2 separate regions of the Mus musculus genome follow, and region 2 is linked to region 1. A link is a contact called in public HiChIP or PLAC-seq data. All regions are on one chromosome and are shown on one strand. The core of a region is the stretch at or near the end of the contact, and the rest is flanking DNA. Distances in the headings are between cores, read along the strand shown.

What was found. HiChIP or PLAC-seq counts read pairs in DNA pulled down with a chosen protein or histone mark.
Region 2: an H3K27ac HiChIP or PLAC-seq map of embryonic stem cells shows a contact between it and region 1, with 3 times the contacts expected there. The contact joins the enhancer-like site here to the promoter of Gulo in region 1. A contact is called at or near these places in 5 of 39 promoter capture datasets (the 3T3-L1 cell line, the C10 cell line, HPC-7-derived erythroid cells and 2 more) and 1 of 115 datasets of contacts at active chromatin or transcription factors (embryonic stem cells).

What each region holds. Positions count from the first base shown.
Region 1 is chr14:66,007,408-66,011,957 of GRCm38.p6, reverse strand. It overlaps Gulo (gulonolactone (L-) oxidase), which reads left to right and starts at 2,748. Exons shown (of 12, transcript NM_178747.3): 1 at 2,748-2,913; 2 at 3,818-3,919. The coding sequence starts at 2,911.
Region 2 is chr14:66,761,924-66,766,966 of GRCm38.p6, reverse strand. It overlaps a transcript of Adra1a not described here. Among named protein-coding and RNA genes, the nearest start is that of Gm5464, 100 kb to the left of the region's middle. Within about 2 kb of position 3,211, at least 16 of the 459 cell types and tissues checked have an H3K27ac peak or open chromatin away from gene starts, as enhancers often do. A contact at or near this core is called in embryonic stem cells, where this site is marked.

The DNA of each region.
Region 1 (4,550 bases), core at 1,499-3,998:
TTTGTCGTAGAATTCAACCAAGAGTTTCCACAAAGCAACTTAAAGAGCAGAGTCAAATCCCAAGTCATGGCAAACAGAAAAGAAAACATTCAATAGGGTGACCTAAACCTTTACATTTCACTTTTACCGTCAAGGCTAAGCATTTATTTAAGTACTGATTACACACGCTGCAGAAAAGAACATACTCTATATAATGAGTAGCTAATACCTCCGGAAATTTAAATACCATTACCTTAGTGCTTCATGCCCTGACTGCAAATGTTTCTGTATTAGAACTTGGGCGTTCTTTAACTTTTTCCCCCACAAAGGAACCATTGATATCAAGTTGTTCTCCATATGAGAGGGGAAAAATAATTCCGATAAAGGGACCGTTAATATTGAGTTAATCCCTCTATGAAGGAAAAGCAAAAATATTTAAACAAGAACCAAGCAAACAAACAAACAAACAAAAAAGTTAGCTCATGTTGCGATGGTGGAGTCCCACCAGTCATTCCTTGGAACTCTGTTGCACTTGATCCTGGTGCCCCCCACCACCACCCCAAAAAGCTGTAGGCTAGGGGGCTTTGACTTCAGCCAGATCGCTCAGCCTGGGCTGCTGGTGTCCAGTTGGGCCCACCCTGCCACCTGCCAAGACCTGCCAAGGTGTATAGCAGAAAATTCCTCCCACCCCCTTCAGAAGTCCCACTCAACACATCTCTGAACCCTGGCTTCTAAAATAATTAACAGGGATTTTTCCCTTCACTTGGATGAGCTATGTTCAAATGTTGCAGAGCTGTAGCTCTGAATATTTTGCTCCTTTGGATCTTAACAAGCATCTCAGTAATTATACAAAATGCTTTGTTGTCGAAGGACTGACAAGAAGAGCCCATGTTAATTTCCATCCCTTTATGGTGGCAACCCTTGGGTAAGAGAACTGAATTTCCTAAACCCCTAATTTCTATTATTTATTTATTTATTTATTTATTTATTTATTTTTAAAGATTTATTTATTTATGTGAGTACACTGTAGCTGTCTTCAGACACACCAGAAGAGGGCATCAGGTTTCGTTACGGATGGTTGTGAGCCACCATGTGGTTGCTGGGATTTGAACTCGGGACCTTTGGAAGAGCAGTCGGCGCTCTTAACCACTGAGCCATCTCTCCAGCCCCCTAATTTCTATTTAAAGAAAATCTTTCTTACCTCCTCCGAGGGTCATCGTCGGCCTCACATTTCAGTGCCGTGGTGACTCCCCTGCTGGCTTTACAACAGTCAGGGACAAAACAATCAAGGTTACAGTAAGAATGAAACTCAACCGGATTTATTGTAACCAGCACTGGACCAGGACTTCAAGAGTCTGGCCCAGGTCCTTCTCCTTTAGCCATATTTAAGCACCGCAGAATTACTGAGGGGAAGTGTTCAGATAACAATTAACTCAGCTCCGTGAAGGCCACAAAGCTTAAAACAGGTTTACATTGAAGCTCTTGGCTAAGTACCTATGGCTTCATCTGTAAGATGGTTTCTTGCTGAAACAATGTTCGAGATAATGGTCTAGGGATCTTGACTAAGGTAAACATAGCATCTGTGGGAGCTAAGGTTGGCCTGGCCCTAAGATCACACAGAAGTCACTTACACTGTTGTGAATGAAACGCAAGAGACATCAATCATAACATTTAGGAGGAAAGGGTCTGGAATAAGTAAAAGCAGTAAGCCTGGAAGATATGACAGAGTCTGCCTCATCAGACAGCAAAGAATCACCAGACTGTAAAACTACATCACTCCAGCCATTCCAGGAAGAGCAGCCATGCACCTCATACCATGGACCAGATTCACTGCCAGAAACTTTCCTGATTTCTCCACCCTGCTTATCTGTGTGCACAAGGCCTTTTTGTTTTCTACACCAGAGCTTATTTAGTTCTCATGGGTCCTTGGACTCCAGGGCACAGCCTCACCTTCACAGATAACCACCCTCTTTTGGAAGGTGGTCCCTACTCTGAGGTTTTGTTATTCTTAGAATCCATGGTAGCCAGGCGTGGTGGAACCTGCCTTAAATCCCAGCACTTGGGAGGCAGAGGCAGGCAGATCTGTGAGTTCAAGGCCAGCCTGGGCTAAGGTGTGAGTTCCAGGATAACAGGGCTACACAGAGCAACCCTGTCTGGAAAAAAACAAGCAAGCAAACAAACAAACATATCCAAAGTGACTCTATGGGAAATGACTTATTTCCATGCCTTCAGGGGAGGAGACACAAAATGAAGATAGCGGTGTCAGGCTCCCACCCTGCTTTTAGGTACCTTGTAGACCCAAGTGAAGAGTCTGGGTTTTTTGTTTTTGTTTTTGTTTTTTTTTTTTTTTTAACCAAAACAGCCTCCACCTGACTGCTTCAGTAGAATACCGGGTACTGATTCTGAATGGCACTAGACTATACTCAGCTGTCCCTTCCCACAATCACCAAACATAGTGGGGGGTGGGGGGCAGTGTTTGGATGGCTCAGTACAAGAGCTGCATGGGTACCTGGCTTTAAAGCGGCCAAAGTCAGACGCGTAGGCAGCTAGCCTAGGTCTGAGCCTGACAGTGGTGTTTGGCTCTGGACTCCCAAGGTTGGGCTCAGAGCTCCAGCAGTGGGTTTCAGGGGCACAGATGCTGCTGTTTAACCTACACCTCCCGAGCTTCCTTGGAGCTCGCAGACAGAGGGCAGGGGGCGGGACCCAGCTGCTGTTTACAGATTGCCTGGGTCTTGCAGGGGGAGGAGCCTGTTCAACACCGGTTTCCTGCCTTTCTTGGTACCTGTGGCTAAACTTCCAGTCCCGTTCTGCCTGAGGTAACCCAGAGCCGAGGTTGCCTGACCACTGCATCTGCTGCTGCCCAGGGCTTTGTTCAACTTCCTGTGGGAACGCTTCAAGTCAAGTCGTCTGACCCTGTTGATCGCTGGAATCATGGTAGGAATGATAGGGGGTCTGTGAGACCGCCAGTAGATACAGCCGGCTGTGTCCAGGCTGCATCTGTGAGCCAAGTGAGGGAAGGTAAAGTCAGACCAAGGCTGGGGCCATCAGAGGGGCCACTGGGGATCCCCCAAGTGAACTTGGGGAACGGTTGGGGTGTTAGAAGAGATATGAAAGTGGAAGGCTTGGGCTGACCTCTTAATGCCTTCACTGGGCTTCTGTGTGAACTTAGGGAAGACCCTGACTGCTCTGAGCCTTAATTTTGACAGCTAAAAGAAGACTAATGTCCTGTTTCGTGACATTATTGTAAGATCTAATAAGCCAGGACACACAGAAGACCCACCGTATCTGGCTGGCTATACAGTGGTGTGCAGAAAACATGATTCTGATTCCCAGGCTAGAGGCTAAGATGCTACCACCATGGAACACCTAAGGGATACCCCTTCCCTGCCAGGGAAGTCAGACCCCAGCCCTTGCCTCCAGCGCCTTCTCCTCCAGCCCTTTCTCAGACCGCCCTACTTATCTGCTGGGCCATCCATAATGCGCACCTGGAGCAGGAATTGACCCGAGTCCTGGCTTATCAGGATTTGTCCTTGTCTTTGATCCCATCTATCGCTTTGGCCTTCAGAATGGGCAGAATTCCCACCATTCTGACCTGGAGTGATCAAAGATAGCATTAGGATGCTGGGTGTGGGCTGCCAGCTTCTGAGCAGCCGGTGCTGTTTGATCTTCCTAGTGGCCCTTGACCTAAGAACCATAGTAGCCAAAGGGAGCTGGGGCTCTCTGTGCTGTGGCCATGTCCTCTCCTCTTTGTGTCTACGGGGTTTGGGGTTGGTGATGTGACATACAGAGAGGACAGTGACTGCTTGCCTACTGAGACCTGGCTTTCTTCCTGGTATAGGTCCATGGGTACAAAGGGGTCCAGTTCCAAAACTGGGCGAAGACCTATGGCTGCAGTCCAGAGATGTACTACCAGCCCACATCAGTGGGGGAGGTCAGAGAGGTAGGTGCCCATGAACACCACATGGGCTGCCCGGCCTGCAGCCACAACCCTCGCTCTGGAAGACGCTGGATGTGAGGCTTCCTGCTGGCCTGGTTGGGTAAAGGCAAGGCTCTTCTTCCTGCTTTCCCCAGCTCCAGGTCTGCTCCGCAGCCTGTTGTAATGTTCTATGCCCACTTCAAGCCTATACAGCAGTATACCAGGGGCAGCCATGTCTACACTCACCTCTCCAACCTGACCTCTGTAATAAACTCCATGCACACATACACACGTGTGCATATATTTGTGCGTGCTTGGGCACAGGCAGATGTGCTAGCATACATGCCTGTAGACCTATGCACGTGCACACCCATGTACACACCTAGGTGCATATGCATACATATACACATGCACAAACACCTATGCACAGGTACACATACAGTCTGGAATGCACAGATACCTGTGCAAATACAATTTAAGCACAAGCCTGTGCACACACATGAACATCTACATATATGCATGAATACTTTTTTTTTTTTTTTTTTTTTTTTTTTTTGGTTTTTTTTTGAGACAGGGTTTCTCTGTGTAGCCCTGGCTGTCCTGGAACTCACTTTGTAGACCAGGCTGGCCTTGAACTCAGAAATCTACCTGCCTC
Region 2 (5,043 bases), core at 1,962-4,461, 750 kb before region 1:
CAGAGCTGGAACATATGTTCAGAAGGGCTGTGAGCCTCACCACAGTCTTTCTAGTCCTACAAAGGTGCAGGAAAGAGCTTTTTGTTACTTTAAAAGTGGTGTAACTTAGTGGTTAAAAAGTAGCCTTTTGTGTGACTTCATTTATACCATTTTTGAAATGACAAAATTCTAGAAATGGAGACAACACAGCCAGGAGCTAAGGAAGAGGCAGAGGAGAGAGGGAAGAGATGATGCTGGAGATTTTCTGTACCTTGACCTGATCAGTGTTAATATTCTGCCTGGAACATTGTATTAGTTTCCTCAAGACTTTACTGAAACTGCTGGAGGAACATAGGGAAGCTAATGGCTCAGCAGTTGGGGCACATGCAACCAAGCTTGATGATCTGAACACATTCATGTGAGTTACACACATATCATGGCACAGGTATACCCATGCCCACCCACACACATACATGTATACACACACATACACACCCACACATTCACACATATATACACATACACACACATTCACACATATGCACATATATGCACATGCATATACACACTCATCTACACATACACACCCACACATTCACACATATATACACATACACACACATTCACACATATGCACATATATGCACATGCATATACACACTCATCTACACACACATATACACACACAATATGCACAATATACACACATGCACATATACACACTCACACGTATACACAGTCACACACATACACACATACATACACACATACACACACTCCATAAAAAGTTTTTCACCCCCAAAAGTAAGAAATATTCATTAGTCAGAACTCACCAGAGAAATAGAAAGAGATAAGAGAGGAGAGAGAAAGAGAGAGGGTGTGTGTGGTTATTTTTTTCAGGGAATTATTTCAACCAACCCTCTGAAAGCTGAGGATCTCAAGGCCTTCCTTGGCAGGTCTGTTCACACAAGTTCTAGCTGCAGGCTCTGTACCTGCAAAGTGGATGGTTGGTTTGAGACTGCAGACAGGAAGAAGCTGAGGTTTCCACCTGAAGTCACATGGGAAGGAGAAGCTTCTGTCAGTGGGTGTTTTGTCTGTTTAGGTCTTCAGATGGGGTGAGTCCCACTCATGTGACCCCCCTGGGCACCCTGTGGACAAGTTAAATTGACACATAATGCTGACCCTTGCTTGTTCAGATCATCTGTCCCCTTTCTTCTCTAGGTTTGTTGAATAGTTCATTTAGCCTGTCTCCAAATGCACAGCAGTCCTGCCTCCATCTCCTGAGTACTATGACTAAAACCACAAGCCACGAGACCAGGAAGTCCTCCCAAGTCTTTAAAACAATGGGTGTTTGTTAGCTTTTTAATCATCTATAGAGACGGTGGTCCCACAGCGAGTTTGGAAACATAGGGTCCTGGCCTATTCTGGGTCTCTAGGGACTACTTCTGGGTTCCTGACTGGGGCACAGTGACAGAAACCACGTTCTCTAAGGAAGTCATTTGGAGAAGACGATCACAAAGCCAGTCCTTTGCCCAAGCTGGGGCAGGTGTGTCCTGACTGACAGAAGTTACCTCTGGGAACGGGACACCGAGCTGCTGACAAAACAGCTTTTTATGTAGAACAAACATTACTCACACTCCTGCTCTTGACCTTGACTGCACTCCGGAAACCTTGGGGGAACTTGGGAAAAATACAGATAACTTGTATCTACCCAGAAATTGTGAATTGATTAGTTTGGATAAGACTTGGGGTCAGGGATTTAAAGTAAAATATATTGTCATGCATTTCTCCTCCTCTTCCTCTTCCTCTCCCTCTCCCTCCCCCTCTTCCTTCTCCTCCTCCTTCTTCTTTTCATGTTTGTCACTGTACTTTGCTCATCTTTGCCCTCCACATGTTACTCTCCCTGCTTCCTTTTCTTGCTGGTCTTTTCTCCTACAATTACCCCCCCTTCTACTTTTATCCCCTCCCATGCCACTCCATGATATTCCACTTCATACCATTACCATACCATATCAACCATGTTAAACACACACACACACACACACACACACACACACACACACACACACACCTGGATTCTACATAAGAGAACCCATGCAAGATTTGTCATTCTCCCTCGCCATTGCTCTCTCTCATTTCCTCCTCCCTTTAGACTCTCGTGAAACCCATCACAAGACAGGATACAGAAGAATTCCAACACCCCAGAGCTTTCCTTGCAGTTGACCATTGGCATCATTGTGGTTAATACCTTAGTAGACATGAGGACTGCTGCCTTCTCAACTGAACGAGAAGGGACATCGGATAGCGATACAAGGACATTCCAAAAGGAGACCCAGAGAGGCGCCCAATGTGGAAACTTGAGGATAAGTCATCTTTTAAAAAAGCACGTGTTGCGAACTGTTGAAAAGCCAGCCCAGATAGAAGATATCCTAAAATGGGATTGTTCTAAGAGCTTAAAAACAGGGAACAAGACTTTCTTGGCAAAACAGAACATCCAATGACACACGAGAGCTTCTAATGGCCATACTTGAGGCTTTGTACACAGGGAGGAAATAAGACACCATTCATTCAGTGCAAATGAGTGAAATGATTATTGCCAGATGTCCCGAGGCAGAAGCAAGGCTGCAGGCAGAGGAGAAGCCTCTTTATTGGGAAGTCATTGCTGAACTAGGACTGTCTCAAGGCTGAGGTACTGAGTAAGGTGCCAGGAGCCAGACCACCATAGGTGAACCTCAGAAAGCTCCATGGACAAACCCTGAGGGTCTTTACAGCATTTCTTTGTGTCAGAGGATTTGGGAAGAATTGTCTGGAAAGTGTCAGCCTCCTTATCCTCTTTATGAGCTGCCTTCCAAGGCAGGATGGTCCTCCCCGCTCTCATGTGTCCCTTCTTCATCTTCTTAATGGACTTTGCCCTCTTGCTGTCCTGACCCTCCCACTAGGGAGAACACTGAGACCTGGTGGGGAGTCATTGTGCTGCAGGCCCCAGAATGAGTCTATATCCACAGGCCTTGAATGCTGCTCTGGGGATGGAGGTCCCAGAATACATCCCCGTCCACAGGGCAATGAGTGAGGTGGGAGGATGGAGTCTCCAGAGTGCACCCACACCCACAGACCATGAACAGAGCTCATCTCATGGGGATGAGCTTTACCGTGGTGCTCTCTGATGGAAGCAGGAGCCTGCCTTCACAGGTGTTTCCAGGGGGCCAGGAATGGGAAAATCAAACCCCAATATATCATTTAGCTGCCTCTTTCCAGTTTGTTAAATACATCTGGAAATGTAGTTATGCTACAGTTCTGGGATCACTTAAAAATAGCCCAATTGCAGACCTGAGGCTGCAGAAGTGTCCCTCATGCCCCAGGGATGCTAGCTCATGGACAGGAGTGGACACTGTCCCACTAAAAAATTGGGAGGAATATTTTGGTTTCCAGGACTCTAGAATGGTCTAACTTCCTGTCTTGAGTCTGTTTATTTGGGGTCAGAGCGGGTTGCTTCACTAAGATACCAAACTCTCCTTTCCTTTCCTTTCCTTTCCTTTCCTTTCCTTTCCTTTCCTTTCCTTTCCTTTCCTTTCCTTTCCTTTCCTTTCCTTTCCTTTCCTTTCCTTTCCTTTCCTTTCCTTTCCTTCCTCTCCTTTCTCTCCCCCAATCTCTCTCTCTCTCTCTCTCTCTCTCTCTCTCTCTCTCTCTCTCTCTCTCTCTCTCTCTCTCTCTCTCTGTTTATTCTGGACAGAAACGTAGAGTCCATGATTTTTTTTCCCACTTTTCATCATAAACCATCAGTAGACACTGGATTGATAGAAACTGGAATTGTCTAGGGCCAGACACATGGTCCAGCCAAGCCAGAGGCCTTCTCTGTGGCTCAGCTTCCAACTTTTCTAGCATGGTTCCTGCTTCGTTTTAGGCTCAGTTCAGCAGCCTGCCCTTTGGTGTTGCTGATGTTCTCTGGAGTCTGAGCCCAAGCATATGAAGAAGCAGGAGCTGTTACAGCTCTGCATATCCATGGGTGACTCTGCATATCCATGGGTGACTCTGCATATCCATGGGTGACTCTGCATATCCATGGGTGACTCTGCTTATCCATGGGTGACTCTGCATATCCATGGGTGACTCTGCATATCCATGGGTGACTCTGCATATCCATGGGTGACTCTGCATATCCATGGGTGACTCTGCATATCCATGGGTGACAATTGCTTAGGACCCAGAAAACACCAGAGCAGGAAGGAATAGAGCTGATGCTATGGACAGGATTTGGAACTTAGTTTATCATCTCTCTCTCTCTCTCTCTCTCTCTCTCTCTCTCTCTCTCTCTCTCTCTCTCTCTCTCTCTCCCTCCCTCCCTCCCTCCCTCCCTCCCTCCCTCTCTTTTGCAGGCGCATGTGCACCCATGTGTGTGCATTTGTGTGGAAGACGGAGGCCATACTCAGGCTTTATTCCTTTGGAATTGGCTGTGTTGTCCCGTCTGGCTGACTAGCAAGCCCCAGCGATCCTGCTGTCTTTCTCTGTGCCCAACACTGGAATTACAAACGGGCACCACCATGCTTTTTCTCCCTAAGTGGATGGTGGGGAGTGAATCCTGGTCCTCATACTTGATCATGTGGGAATGAGTGCATTCTTGCACACACACACATGCATGCTCAGTTTAGAATCATAGAGCACATGTTTGAAACATTAAAGTGATGGACAGAAGTACCTTTGGGTATGTTCAGCCTATACCATGGCGTTTTAGTTGAGGATAAAGGAAAAGAAATGGTTCCTTATTTTGTAATTTGTTTAATATTTTTACCTAATTCTATGAGGACAAGATTACAATTCTTCTTTTTAAAAAGATTTATTTCATGTTTTTTTAATGTTATGCATATGTGTGTGTGCAGTGACCGAAGAGGCCAGAAGAGGGCATAAGAACCCCTCTTCCAGCTGGAGTTACAGGCAGTTGTGAGTTGTTCAGTGTGGGTGAGAAGAGTGAAACTCAGGTCTTCCGGATGAACAGCAAGGGTATGTATGTATGTATGTATGTATGTATGTATGTATGTATGTATGTATGAATTCATTTTATATCCCCCC